Linked DNA regions of Gossypium hirsutum: regions 2, 3 and 4 are each linked to region 1. A link is a contact called in public Hi-C data. All regions are on one chromosome and are shown on one strand. Each heading gives the region's core, a stretch centred on a gene start, on an enhancer-like site or on the middle of the called end of the contact. The rest is flanking DNA. Distances are from core to core; before and after follow the strand shown. Region 1 holds the start of LOC107899542 (omega-3 fatty acid desaturase, chloroplastic-like). Region 2 holds the start of LOC107899538 (protein MET1, chloroplastic). Region 3 holds the start of LOC107903455 (PHD finger protein ALFIN-LIKE 1). Region 4 has its middle 19 kb from the start of LOC107899539.

Region 1 (3,682 bases), core at 786-3,285:
CTTGAATTCCAGCCATTGTTGTGGGGCTGAGCTATTTTATGAAGCATTCTTTTTGAGTTCTGGGTCAGTTTGGTAGTAAACAACATCCCCAGTGTCACTAACATAGTGATCTTTCTTCAAGCTTCTCATCAAACTTCCGATGAGGTGGAAAGGTAAAGGCCCTGATTGTTCCGGCTCTCGATAGTATTTTCCGAGAACTGGCCTCGCTGCCTCAGTCTATGACACAACATTATACCAACATAACAATTAGAAAACCAATGAAATAAGACAACATCAAAGTGGAAAAAAAAAAGAGATACGTAAAGGTACTAACCGCCTCTACTAAATGGTAATGTGGGATTTGTGGAAACAAATGGTGTATGACATGGGTTCCAATATCATGGTGGATGTTGTTGATCCATCCATAGTCACGGTCAAGTGTTGTAAGACCTCCCCTTAAGTAACTCCATTCCTATCCATATTTATTATTTTATTTGTAAGTTTCCATATGAATTTCAACATAGGCGCCTTAGCATATTAAATTAGACCAACAAATTTCATATACCTTCCCACGGTACCAAGGAAGCTTCTCTTCATGACCATGGTGATGCAAGTATGTAACCCCATCCAGCCACATCACGAAAATCTAAACATCAAACCAAAGACGAGTCAAATCATATTTTCTACTTCCCGATATCGTTTCCTTGAAAGAAGAAACTTGAAACCTACCCAATATGGAATGCCATATAGCTTAAGCAACTGCATAGGACCCATTGTGAAACCCAAGCCAACAAGAATAGCAGCCATGGCTGTCCAAGATAGAGTGGAAGTAATCACATCTTTTCTTTCAGTCGGGACAAACAAATCACTGCTGGGGTCGAAGTGCGAACCACTCTTTCCTGGACTTCTGTTCCACTGCAATTTAAAGTGAAATCAACCATTAATTTCTCAACATATAGGAATCATCAAAAATTTAATAACAACGAAAACACTTACAAGGTAGAAAGGGAATGCAAGCATGGGAAAAGGCAATATGAACCGCAATGTTCGTGTTAGAGTATCTAAACTCCTGTATATCTTCTCAGACAACTGCAATTGAATTGACAAAAGTGTTTACAATTTAGACCAAAGGCCATGATTCATCATTCTCAATATAAGGGAAAAGAAAGAAGATGAGAGAAATTAACTCACCGGGTGCCATGATTCATCATTCTCAACATGACCATGGTTTTGATGGTGAGTCCTGTGGCTAATTCTCCTGTAAAGTTCAATCATAATGGAAATGAATTCAATTTAAACTTTTCATATACAAATGGGGAAGAGATGAACCTTTCAAAAAATACTAGGCATACCATCCATGGTAAGGCACAAGAATGGAAGAATGCAAGAGATGCCCCACTACACTGTTTAACTTGGGATCGTTTGAAAAGCTACCATGGCCGCTGCACAATGAAATGAAACAAAATCCATGAAACATATTAAGACAGTCAGATCTAATAACAGAGGAGGTTGCAACTCGCAAATGCAATTCAAAAAAAAAAAAAAGTTTACCAGTCATGACCAAGAACAAAAAGAGCCCAAAACATGGTTCCTTGTGCAGCCCAGTAAAGAGGCCAAACAATCCAGTTGTTAACATAGACCGCAGCAGCCGCAAGGCCTAACACCACAGCGACATCCCTCACCACGTAGCTCATAGATTTCCATGGATCCTTCACCCAACAATGCTTCGGTATGGCCGCTCTTATATCAGCCAGCTTAAACGGCGGAGGCGCCCCAGGGTCGAACCCTGCCTCTTGTTCTTGTTCCTCAAATCCATTAATACCATGGTTTCTCTCTTTCCTTCCCTCATCTTCTTCAACGGATGCAACTCTAAATGGGGCACTCACGTTTAGACCCCAGTTCCTGGATTTGATTGGATTTAACGTTTTTAGACCTGGGAAATTCTTGTTTTTGGTTAAAAATCTGGATTTTGAAGAACTCGTCGAGATAACACCAGCGGCGGGTCTATCGTAGATACAAGGAAGAGGCTTTAAACCAGATATAACGAAACCCGCCATTGAAGACTCTGATAAAAAGAAAAACTCAACCACCGGTTTGCTTTCAGAAAAGAATAAAATAAAGGGAAAAAATATGTAAGTACAAGTAAAAATCTTTGGTTACACGACAACGTCAAAGATCCTGCCTTTTTAATGCTGTTCCTCCTCACAGAATAACAGAAAATAAAAAGGGGTGAGATAGAAGGATGCTATAGTGAGAAAGAAAGAGAGATGGGCAAACACTGAGAGGATCGCGGCTAAACGAAGAAGGGAGGAGGGGGATTTTATATTTAAGGTTGCCGGGCTGCGGAGAGGCTGTTCAGAGTCAGAGACATTTTTTTTTTCAATATATAATGGGAGGTATGTATGGAATAAAGTTACCGAGTACTCTCAACTCGATTTCCAGTCCCTGTCATTGGAGCGTGTATTTCACTTTTTCAAGGGATAAGGCAGCCGCTATTACTGGCGCAACCGGTAGGGCGGGCGTTTTCTTCTCCTTCCAATCTCACTTCCCCCTTTTTTTTCTTTTAAATATTTTATTATTTGATTTTAAATTCAATTTTAAATCATTTTTTATACTATAAATATTTTTATTCATAATTATTCTTCAATTTTTACATAAAAATATATTTAAATATGTTTAAATTCATCTACTTTCAATTATTATAATAGTCAATCCAATCAATAAAATTAAGACTCAATCTATTTGAAATATTTTCTTTTATCTTATTTTGAATCTTTTGATCTAAAAAATTTTATGTGATATTTTATTTTATATTAAAATTTACCAAAATCAAATTAAATGCGTTTATTATAAACTTAAAATATTGTAATCTCATGATGTATTTATTATGTGAGTGAAATAAAATAATGTAATATAAATTTTTAAAAAAATTAATAAAAGCAATGATAATATTAAAGAATTTTTTTTAAGGTAAAAATATTATTGAGTTTTTTTTAACAATTTTATTATAGATTCTACTTATAACTTTTCTTTTTGACACAATATCTAAAATTATATATAATTCTTGCACAATCCATAAACAAGAGGGTAATGCGCTCCATTTTTATAATAACATTTTGTTTTTGGTTATATCTCAATTATTTTAGATGTTATTTGACATTTTAATTTATATTTTTTTATTTTGCATTTTAGTCCTTCATTTTTTTTAACATTTCACGAAGTCAATTTTTAAACCAAAAAAAACTTTAATATTGTAAATGATAATACAATGTTGATAGAAATAAATAGATTGAAAATTTTCTCCATTTTAAGTGGTAAGGAATTACTTATCTACTTAATTTATTAAAAAAATATTTATTTACTTATCATTTTTTATTTTTTATATAAAATTAAACCATTAATATTGATTTAACTTTTCAATGTATTGTAAAAGAACTTAAAGTAATAGCCAATTAACTTAATCAAAAGCATAGATAATAACAGGGATTTAAATTGCGATCGCAGTCGCGTTTTCGGTCGCATTGCGTTTATCGCGGTTGCGGACATAACGGATGCTATTGTGGTCATTGCGGGTATCGCGGTCGTGAATTTTACACTACTTATTGTGTATTGCGGGTATAGCGGGTTTCAGCAGTAGCGGTTTAAGACGATGCCGCTACCGCTATATAACGGCCGCTATTTCAGTAATGGACCGCTATTTAAA
Region 2 (3,682 bases), core at 781-3,280, 200 kb before region 1:
CTCTGTGGTTTGGGACTCACCTTCCGATGCTTTCGCTACCAAAATCCATGGCTTTAGCTGCTCCTTGCCACTGCAGAAAGACGCTGAACACTTGCTGTTAAATCTAACTCCTACATGCCTGGTTGAAGAAAGGAGAGGTTGAGTGGCTCTGTGTAAGGGTGAGCAAGTGTTAGAGCAGAGATAGGAGGGATAAGTGGTGGGAGCCAAAGCCATGGTTGTATTGCTATTTGCTACGCTAACAAAACAGAAGGTTTTTTAACTTTTGAGTGGCTCTGGTAACAGTGAGCAAGTGTTAGAGCAGGGATAGGAGGGATAAGTGGTGGGAGCCAATGCCATGGTTGTATCACAGGAATGATATGATTGGTCGGAAACCAGATGTGGATTGGATTCGTTAATTTTCTATTGAACCAAATGAAAACACGTGGCACTCCCAGATCCAGCAATTTCTTCCCATACGTATAAAAAAGGAAAGAGATTTACAGTATATTTCACTATCCAAACCAAAGAGAAAGAAACTCCCACATTCAAGAATGGAAAAAGAACAGACTTTTATAGAAGTATTGTATCAGGTCGAAAAAAAGGAAAAGCCAAAGAAGAAATATAGCAGGGGGGCAGTGTGAGAGTTTATGAATTCTCCTTTCCAAGAATTGGCAGAGCGAAAGAGAGGGGTTTTATATGGTTCCTGAAATAATTGCCACAGTAAAACTTACCTACTTTAATGCAGCCACCTATGTTCTCAGCTGAAAAACAATATATATATATATGAAAAAGAAATCAGCGCAGTGCATCACCCAAAGACGGGGAGACCTTAAAAGAAGGGACAAGAAAAATATCTCTCTCCTCCACTTATATCACTCAATGGTCTACACAGCTATTGAACAAAAGATAATAATTTCATTCATAACAGAGAATTACAAGAGGATTTTGAGATAATCAGGAATAGAGAAATTCCAAAAAGGGGATAAGAGCCTAACTTAGTTCTCTTTACCACCCAGTCAGCTACTCTATTTCTTGATCTCAGTACATTATTGTTGGAATAAATTTTCCTGTAAATTAAAAAAAACAAAAATAAATATTAGCAGAAGAAAAAATAGAAATACTTGTTGGTAAAGTTAATTTTTTTTATTGAGGGGAAGTGTTGTTTAAATACATGCAAAAAATAATAACCACACCCTAGAATCAAGACACTACCGGATTTCATGATCAACAAACTTAAATAAAAAACAGTAAAATTTGTTTTGACCAAATCTTGCAGCAGTTGAAGCACAACTTCAACACTCCTCCTTGCTTTGGTTGCTGCAAACTTCAAGTTTCTCAAACTTGTTTCTTGGCAAGGGTTTTGTAAATATATCAACTAGTTGAAATTCAAATTTGCAGTACTTTAAACCAACTAAACCTTCCTTCTGCACTTCTCTAAGAGAAAATAATTTGATATTGAAGTGTCTCGTTTTCCGATGAAAAACAAGATTGTTAGAGATAGAAATTGAAGCTTGATTATCAACGAACACTTCTATGCATCCTTCTTGTTTCAGATTCAAATCCACTAAAACTTTTCTTAACCACAAAGCTTGATTGATAGCAACTAGCTGTAATAAATTCAGCTTCTGTTGTAGATTGTGACACCGTATTATGCTTTTTGCAGCACCATGAGAACACCCGAATCAAACTTGAAACAGTAACCTGAAGTGCTTTTCATATTATCAAGTGAACCTCCCTAATCACTATCTTGATTTGCACAAAATCTGGTTCCATAATCCAATGTTCCTCTCACATATCTAAGGACTCTTTTAGCAATTGTAAGATGTGTTTCAATTGCACAATTCATAAATCTGGATAATAGACTTATAGAATGTAAGATATGAAGTCTTGTATTCGTTAGATACATCAGGCAATCAACTAAACTTCTGTAGAAGGTTTCATCGACTTTTTCAGCTTCATCTTCTTTGCTCAACTTCTCCTTTTAACACATTGGAGTATCTACACTCTTGCATCCATCCATTCTGGATTTTTTCAGAATTTCCTTAGCATACTTCTTCTAACCAATGAACACTTCTTCATTTTTCTGCTTTATTTCCATTCCTAGAATGTAAGTCATTTCTCCCAAATCCGTCATCTCGAAAGTTTGATCCATATCTTCTTTGAACTTTCTTACAAGTTCTTTATTACTTTTTGTGACCAACAAATCATACACATATAAGGAAACAATAATAAAATTGATTTCATTACCTTTTATGTAAAGGGTAACTTCATTGAGACTTCTTTTGAAATCCAATTGCATTAAGTGTTTATCAATTCTGTTGTACCACACTCTTGGCACCTGTTTCAGGCCATACAAGGCTTTCTTGAACAAGTACACATCATCTTCTTGCCCTTTCACAACAAAACCATCAGGTTGCTCAACATAAATCTCTTTCTCCAAGAAGCCATTCAAGAATGTTGCTTTAACATCAAGTTGATAGCCTTTTCAGCCCTTTTGTGCAGCTACAGGAGCAAAACTATTAGAAAATCAACACAAAAAATCTGAGCATACCCTTTTACAAAAAGCTTAGCTTTATGCTTGTTGATTGAGACATCAAGATTCAGCTTGGTTCTAAATACACAGTTCACTCCAATCACTTTTCTATCTATAGATATTTTTACGAACTTCCATATTTTATTTTATACGATCATCATAAGCTCCTCCTTCAGTGTTGTAATCCATTTTGGATCCTTCTCAACCACCTAGTAATATATTGGTTCGAGTACAACCACATTGCATCTTTGGTAAATATCAAAAAGTGACCTTATACCTCTAACGGGCATATCATCAACCAACTCATCTTCCTTGAGTTGCAATTCTGAAACTTGGTTAGGTACCATAGCTACTTGTTTTCCTACCCAATTCTACTCATCATTCTTCTTGAAATGAACATCTCTGCTTAACAAAACTTTCTTAGTGTTTGGTTGGAAAATTTTGTAAGCTTTTGAGATTCTATTGTAGCCAACAAAGATCCCTACTTTCACCTTTTTAGCTAATTTATCCATTTTGATCTGAGGAACATAAACAAAGCACAAGCATCTGAATACTTTGAGATTTTTCAGAGAAGTTTTAAAACCATACTAGACTTCATATAGAGTTATTCTTGCAACAGCTTTGTAGGAAGCCTATTGAGAAAGAAAATTACAGTGTACGCCACTTCTACCCAATATTCCCTTGGAAATTCTTCTCAGACATCAAACATCTAGCCATCTTTATTATGGTACAATTCTTTCTCTCGCTGACTCCATTTTGTTGTGGAGTGTTTGGAGCAACGACTTGATATTCAATCCCCGTTTCATCGCAGAAAATATTAAATTGATTAGAGGTATACTCCTTGCCATTATCAAATCTCAAAGCTTGAATTTTGTGTCCACTTTGTGTTTCAATCCATTGCTTGAATTGCAAAAATACACCAGCAAATTCTGACTTGAATTTAAGAAAATAGATCAAACACATTCAAGAGTAGTCATCAATAAAGATAAAAAAAACCTACTTCCATTGAGAGATGGGATGTTGTGAGGTCCAGCCAGATCAGTGTGTATCAATTGCAACTTTTCAATAGCTCTCCAAGTTGATTACTTAAATGGCAGTCTCAATTGTTTTCCTTGTTGGCAAGCTCTACAATCTGGAATTTCAGATTCAAGACAAGGGAGACCTTTAACC
Region 3 (3,682 bases), core at 523-3,022, 170 kb before region 1:
CAACTTAGCATTAGTTAAACACTAGGCAATCAATGAGTCAATATTTGCTTACATTTTTCTTTACGTGTAAAAAATGTTGAGTACAAATACAAACAATATTAATATGAATAATGGAATTTTATTTAAACCAATTTGTTCGAAAAATACTAGTATAAATGACGAAAAAACTACACTTAGGGTACTAAATCCTAACACTAAAATGCAATAAATTGTTTAAAGAAAGAATTTGAGATGAAATATCTTGGAAAAACAAAGTTTTGTACAGGAAAGATCAATAGATGTATGAACTTAAATATTTTTTGCAAAGATTTTAAAGAAATTCTATATGGATAAAGCACATTAAATACTCAAATAGTTGTAAGATCACTAGATCTAAGTAAAGACTCCTTTCATCCTTATGAAAATACCGAAGAGCTACTTGGTCTTAAAGTATCATATCTTGGTGCTAAAAGGGCATAAATGTATCTTGCAAACAACACACAATTTGATACAACATTTGTTGTAAGTTTGTATGTTTATCTTTTCTCTAATACACAAGCATTAGAATGGAATTAAGGATATATTTAAATATCTCATAGGACAATTGGTATAGGCTTGTTTTATTCAAATGATTCAAAGTCTCAATAAGTTGGCTTTATAGATGTTGGATGTTTATCATATTAGCATAGAGATTGATATCAAATGGGATATTTATTTACATGTGACGGTATAATCATATCATGACATTCAATAAAACAAATATTAGTTATTGTCTCTTCAAATCATGTAAAATTAATTGCAATGCATACGGCAGACCAAGAATGTGTTTGGCCATGACTTTTGATTTAATATATCTAGAAGATATGTAATTTACCTCTACAAAAAAAGGATGTCAACTATATTATTTGAAGATAATGCAACATATATAGCTTAATGAAGGAGGATACATCAAACGAGACAAAACGACACATATTTCACCAAAATTATCATTCACTCAAAATATTAAAAGAAAGGTGATATAGAAGTTGATAAATTCACTATAATAATATTTGACAGATTTATTCTTCAAGGCATTACCAACTGCAACATTTGAAAAGTTAATTTATAAAATTAGAATGTGTCAACTCAAAATTGTTAAGTGGCGCCAACTTTCATGTCATCAACTTATCATATTATCCATCACATCAACACAAAGTTAATAGCATTAGGGCTTTCACGGAAGTGTATAATTTGAGGACTTAATTGATTACTTGTTTTTTCTATGATGGGCTCACTTGTAGGCTCAATTGATTATTAAATTACTTATAACGGTTTTTCATTATATTAAGCATTGAAATTTTAAACTAAAGTATAGTTCCAAACAAATATTTTTCAATCTAACTATCAACTTTAGCGGCAATTGCCGGCTTAGGTAAGAAGTACTTAAAATACTATACATGGTTAGAAACAAACCATGTCAAATTCAAGGCATTTGACACCAAAACGGATGACTTGATTGATAAAATGAGTTGACTGAAATGAGATATTAATTTGAAGATTTAATTGAAAAGCTTTGAAGTTGAAGATCAATTTAAAAGTTAACATATGATTTAGAGACTTTTATTGAAAATAACCCAAATATAATTATAAATTGGATTGCACTCACCATTTATATTTAAAAAGAATTGTATATCCCTCCATTCAAATCATCATATTTATTACACAACAAAGATTTAAATAGAAAAAGCATATGATATAATCATATATTTCTTTGATATATATATTTAGAGGTTGTTATGAGGAGCCAATAAGGAGCTCCAACACGTGAAAGAAAGAGTGGCAGTAGCAAATTATGGTGACCCCCAGCTAACCTACTCATCTAAATACTAACGGAATCTATATTCAAAGAAAAGAGTACCAATGGCATATTGCTTGCCATTTGTATAACATAGAGAAAAAGAAATTTATTAGGCCATTAATTCCAATCCATGGCTTCCTCTGCTCGAACCGTTGAGGAAATCTTCAAAGATTACACTGCTCGAAGAACCGCCATCCTTCGTGCTTTAACTTTGGGTAATCCTTTCCTGTTTTTCCCTCTCTCTTTGTATCTCTTTAACGTTACCCTTCTTTTCTTCTCTCAGATGTAGATCACTTTTATGGACTCTGTGGTCCAGGTATTTCCAGATCTCATCAACTTGTTTTGTCTTTGCATGTCCATTTTTCTCAATTTCCTCTTTAATTCACGTTACTCATATATAGAAAGAATTTCTGGATACATCAAATTGTAATAATAATAGCAATGAAGTTACTGGAGATTCAAGTTGTTTGATTTACAAAAGCTTTTTTGTTTGGGTTATAGATAGAGAGAATTTATGCCTTTATGGGCATCCGAATGAAAGCTGGGAAGTTAGTCTGCCAGCAGAAGAAGTTCCAGCAGAGCTTCCTGAGCCCGCCCTTGGTATCAATTTCGCTAGAGATGGAATGAACCGTAAAGATTGGTTGTCCTTGGTTGCTGTCCATAGTGATTCCTGGTTGATTTCCCTCGCTTTCTACCTTGCTGCTCGTCTTAACCGTAATGAAAGGTACTACTAACTTCGTTTCTGAGTTTTATTTTGTTCTCAATTTTGGTAGAAATCTATCAAGGAGGGATTCTTTCCCTTTTTCCCACTTCAAATCCGGTGTTTGTGTAATGATGGTTCCCAGGTTTCAGGGTTTAAGCTCTAATAACCATTATGCAATACAAGTTTAATAGCTATTCATAAGTATGATAGGTCCTACACATATGAATGATGATTAGTGTATTGAAAAAGTAATGGAGAGGGTCTCAACCCAGTTTTTAGATTATGCAAGACTGGAAAGCAATTGCACAAGTAGTTTCTTGTTACTTGATATATACATGCATAAGTCTCGTGCCTAATGTTTCATAAGCTTCCTGTTTATAGAATATACAAATTATATTTGTTCATTATGATTTCGCTTTACAGGAAACGTCTATTTAGTATGATGAACGATCTGCCTACAGTCTTTGAGGTTGTAACTGAAAGGAAACCTGTTAAAGATAAACCAAGTATAGAGAGTGGGAGCAAATCTCAGGGCAGCACTAAGGTTAATCACTGAAAAAACTTTCTTTCGGGCCTGATTAGTGCAAATTTTGGATTAATTGAGGCATGGATAGCATGATAGCAAGCCTAATATTCCCTACAAGAAAGAAAGATTTTCTTGTGATGCAGGGTGCTTGATCATTTAGTATTTTCTGTTTCCAACTGTGTTCTTCATTTTCTAGAGATCGAGTGATGGACAAGTGAAAAGCAATCCTAAGATTGCTGATGCGGATTACGAGGATAATGAAGATGAACACGGAGAAACACTATGCGGTAGCTGCGGTGGAAATTTCAATGCGGATGAGTTTTGGATTGGGTGTGATGTTTGTGAGAGGTGGTTCCATGGAAAATGTGTTAAAATAACACCAGCTAAAGCTGAGAGCATTAAGCAGTATAAATGCCCATCTTGCAGCATGAGGAGCGGCAGGCACTGATAGTCGGAAATGGTAAGAACAGGACATGATCCATCTCAATGGCTGACAAAGTAGTATAGCAAATACTCGTGTTAGGTAACTAATGTTTGAAGTTTATATCATCAAAATGTAAGTTTATGATAGATGATTTGAAGTCAATGGAAGTTCTACTTCCTTACTGATACCTTTATTTGCATTCAACTCATTAGA
Region 4 (3,682 bases), core at 458-2,957, 140 kb before region 1:
CTTTTGGGTCGGGATTTGACTAGGTTTTTCCCTTCTTTTTTCTTTGCTTTAATTTTTGAAAGGAAACTGAAAGGGTACATTGAAATATTGGGAGACGACTATTTCAAATTTTCAATCTCTATGAAATGGGTATTTTGAATATGTCAACTCATGTCTTGTATCACACATCATAGATTAAAGTTTGTGATCATTATACATGTAATGTCATATGGAGATTAATTGATTAAATATAATTTATTTAATTGATTTGAATTGATTTGATTCGTAGAATATGTAAAGAAGTTCATTTATTTAAAGTTTTGGTGGTTCAATGAAACACTCAAATAAAATTAGAGTTATAGGAGAAATATGTAAAGTAATCTTAGGAGATCTTGAAAAATTTCTTTAAGAATCTCAATTTGTAGATTAGCTTTGATTCCGACCGTGGATGTACTTTAAACTATATCATTAGATCTGGAGGAGTTCAAGTATAAATAAAAAAATTTCCTTTCATTTGTAATCCTTCTATTTACAGTTATTGAATATATTTGAGAGTATTTATTCAAATACTTTATTTGCATTACTTTCTTGTAACTTTTCTGTTTGATTTGTATTTCTTTATCTTTTATGTTTGTTTACGTTTTATTTCAATGCCGTAATTTTTTTATTTATAAATTCTCATCTTTCGAGAGTAAAATTAATTTAAACAAATTTAAAATAAAAAAATCGTTTGAAGTTACATAATTTACGAAACTTAAGTTCTAATCTCGTAACACTTGCATCAGCATCATTTATAATTATTATATTACAATCAAAATAAAAAATTTAGGGATGGTAAATGGGTTAAATTATAGATATATATATTTTCGGACCCAGGGTAACTATGTTTCCTAACAATCGTTTTACCACCTTCCACTTCTTCACTCGAGCATTTATTTTTTGTTTTACTATACACACCTTTGTTTTGTTTGACAGATATTCTCCTCGACCATCTTAAATAGAAGTGCATCAACCATTTTGATGAAGCAAACTGACATAAGGAAGCTCAGTTTAAGAATTCTGGAGCAGATAAAATTGCAAGTAAACTTCATTCAAGGACTATATTGTAAACCATAGATTCACTATTGATTTTCTTTTCAACTTATTAAATCACTAGTTCAACTATTACAAAATAAGATTTTTAAAAAGATTTTTATTTTCAATTTATAGCACGATGTGGGTGAAAAATAAAATTATACTAAAAAATATATTTATAAAAAATAAGATTTTGTTTGAAATGGTTAAGAAAAAATGTTAAAAATTATAGTGTTTTAGGTTTAAATCCTATTATGTGCGCATATTTTTCTATAAAATGTAAATAAAAAACACTCCCCAAAACAATATAATATACTTTATAAAATAATGATATTTTAGCTATTACCTACATAAGTTGATACTTAGTTGACTCGTCACACCAACTCAATTAAGGACTTAATGTATAGCATATATAGCAAAAATAAAATTAGCTTTTTAAGTCCAATTCACATAGTTTTTGACATTTTTTATCTAATTCAATCAGTTTAGTTGATTTTACATCAATTCAAGATTTAATAAAGTTTGACAATCATGAAAGAGAAAAAATGATGTGATGATGATGAAAAGTTGGGTTGATTTGGTTTAGTTGAGGGCAAATGGCCCAAAAGGACGAAAAAGAAGTCTATAATTTGAATTTATTGGGCATGGGTGGTGGTGTTGAATCCCATTACCATATCCCCAAGTGGACTTTCCATATATAAGAAAAGCTTTATTTCATGCATTAAACTTGACCCATTTGAATTAACTTTATATTCTCTTTTGAGTTTTGACCAACCATCTGTGTTCATGAAATTTCCTCATTATACTTTATTTTTCAAATTGCTCTATATTTCTCATTTTTAATAATTAAATATATAAAATAAAAACCAATAGCTTCCCCACCACATGCATACCTATATATATGCACACTTTAAACATTTATATTCAAATCATATTACATAATTTTAATTTTAAAATTTTCGGTAACAATTAGGTAATGAATTTTTTTTCTAAAAATATGATTAAAAGATCAAAATAAAAATATTTTTTTGGGTCAAAATCTGTTGTCGGTCTCTATACTTCATTAAAATTTGAGATTCAATCTCTATATTTTAATTTTCAAAATTAGATCTTTTTATTTTTACGATTTAAAAATCATAATCCAATCATAACATTATTAATATCTTTCATAAATAAATTGTCAATTTAACATGTTTGTTTTCTGTTAACTACATGCCTCATCATATGAAAACAGTTTAGTCAGCATGCCAAGTTAGAACCTTAAGAAAAGAATACTACCAATGTTTATGACTAATATACCAGAAAATGCCCATTTTTAAAAAAAAATTACAGAAATGGGCCACTTTTATTTAAAATAATGAAAATGAGCTGAAAATACAAAAACGCGCCGAGCTAGTGACATTTTCAAGGGAAAATCAGAAAAACGCGTCCAACTCAACACTTTTTTCCCTCCTGACCAATAAAACGCGTCCAGGTCAACGCGTTCCCCCCCAACGGTCACTTTCAACTGCTATTTTAAATAGCCGTTGCCCCCCAACACCTTCTTCTCACTCACATTCCTTACAATTCTCTTTTAATTCTCTCTTAAAAAATCTTTCAAATTTCTCAATGAACTCTAAAAAATCTCTCAAAATCTCTCTTAAATTTTTCCCTAAATTCTATGTTTATCTAAATTCTATTTATTATTATTTATTAATATTTTTAATAAATAAATTTTTATTAAAAATTTGTTTGCATTTAATATAATTTAGCAATGGTCGGGTCTCTAATCCATCTTGATAACAAGCACATCTCCGTCAACCAAATGCAAATGGTAAGAATAAATTTTAATAAATTTTAATATTGTTTAATTTTTTATTTCATTGTTATATTTTAACTTAATATTTTTTATAATTTTTACGTAAATAGGCGGAAGATTGAATTTTACAATGTCATATTCGTAATCTACCCGGTCCTCCATCACCATTGATCAAAACATAATTGAGGGAAGTCGATTTTTGGTACGTAGCCTTTGTAGCCGGGGGTGTAAGTTGGACCCGAAACTTATAAGCGCGTTGGTGGAGAGGTAGAGACCCGAGACACACACATTCTATCTTTCATGCGGCAAGTGTACTATCACTCTAGAGGACGTACATTTATAGTTGGGGTTATCCGTGGACGAGTTAGTAGTCACCGGGTCTATTCAGTCTGCTGATTGAGGAGCCGTATGTTTAGATCTTTTGGGTGCGATTCTAGAGACGATTTACTGAGGTCGGATTAAATGCCTTGGATACAAAAAAAATTTGCAGAGCTAGTTGAGGATTCAACTGAAGCCCAAAGAGAACGATATGCTTGGGCATACATCATTTAGATCATCGGGGGTATCCTGATGTTGAATAAATCATGAAATCTCGTCCATCTAAGGTGATTGCCAAAACTCATCGATTTTAGAGGAGCAGGTGAACTCAGTTGGGGGTCCGCCGTGTTGGCGAAATTGTGCCGGAAAATGTGTCGGGTGACATAACCAGCGAAAATCAAAATTGGTGGTTGCCTTTTACTCCTACAATCATGGGCTTGGTTTCGATTTCTATTTTTATGTCCTCGAGCGAACTACCCGTATACATTCCCACTTGTAACAAGGTAAAATTCA

The links. A called contact is a pair of places that touch in the nucleus more often than the background predicts.
Region 2: a Hi-C map of leaf shows a contact between it and region 1, with 2.2 times the contacts expected there. The contact joins the promoter of LOC107899538 here to the promoter of LOC107899542 in region 1. A contact is called at or near these places in 5 of 34 Hi-C or Micro-C datasets (hypocotyl, leaf, petal and 1 more).
Region 3: a Hi-C map of leaf shows a contact between it and region 1, with 1.8 times the contacts expected there. The contact joins the promoter of LOC107903455 here to the promoter of LOC107899542 in region 1. A contact is called at or near these places in 5 of 34 Hi-C or Micro-C datasets (callus, hypocotyl and leaf).
Region 4: a contact with region 1 is called in a Hi-C map of leaf, with 2.3 times the contacts expected there. The contact joins the enhancer-like site here to the promoter of LOC107899542 in region 1. A contact is called at or near these places in 11 of 34 Hi-C or Micro-C datasets (anther, fibers, hypocotyl and 2 more).

The regions. Positions count from the first base shown.
Region 1 is chrD04:48,550,492-48,554,173 of Gossypium_hirsutum_v2.1, forward strand. LOC107899542 (omega-3 fatty acid desaturase, chloroplastic-like) reads right to left here and starts at 2,036. Exons shown (of 8, transcript NM_001326876.1): 1 at 1,531-2,036; 2 at 1,332-1,421; 3 at 1,171-1,237; 4 at 976-1,068; 5 at 709-894; 6 at 545-625; 7 at 314-451; 8 at 37-216. The coding sequence starts at 2,036. The coding sequence ends at 37.
Region 2 is chrD04:48,346,115-48,349,796 of Gossypium_hirsutum_v2.1, forward strand. It overlaps LOC107899538 (protein MET1, chloroplastic), which reads right to left and starts at 2,031. Exons shown (of 7, transcript XM_016825285.2): 1 at 1-2,031. The coding sequence starts at 213.
Region 3 is chrD04:48,383,127-48,386,808 of Gossypium_hirsutum_v2.1, forward strand. It overlaps LOC107903455 (PHD finger protein ALFIN-LIKE 1), which reads left to right and starts at 1,773. Exons shown (of 5, transcript XM_016829503.2): 1 at 1,773-2,031; 2 at 2,100-2,132; 3 at 2,318-2,540; 4 at 2,943-3,063; 5 at 3,242-3,656. The coding sequence starts at 1,947. The coding sequence ends at 3,493.
Region 4 is chrD04:48,410,659-48,414,340 of Gossypium_hirsutum_v2.1, forward strand. No RefSeq gene overlaps it. Among protein-coding and RNA genes, the nearest start is that of LOC107899539, 19 kb to the left of the region's middle. Within about 2 kb of position 1,708, at least 2 of the 9 cell types and tissues checked have an H3K27ac peak or open chromatin away from gene starts, as enhancers often do. A contact at or near this core is called in hypocotyl and leaf, where this site is marked.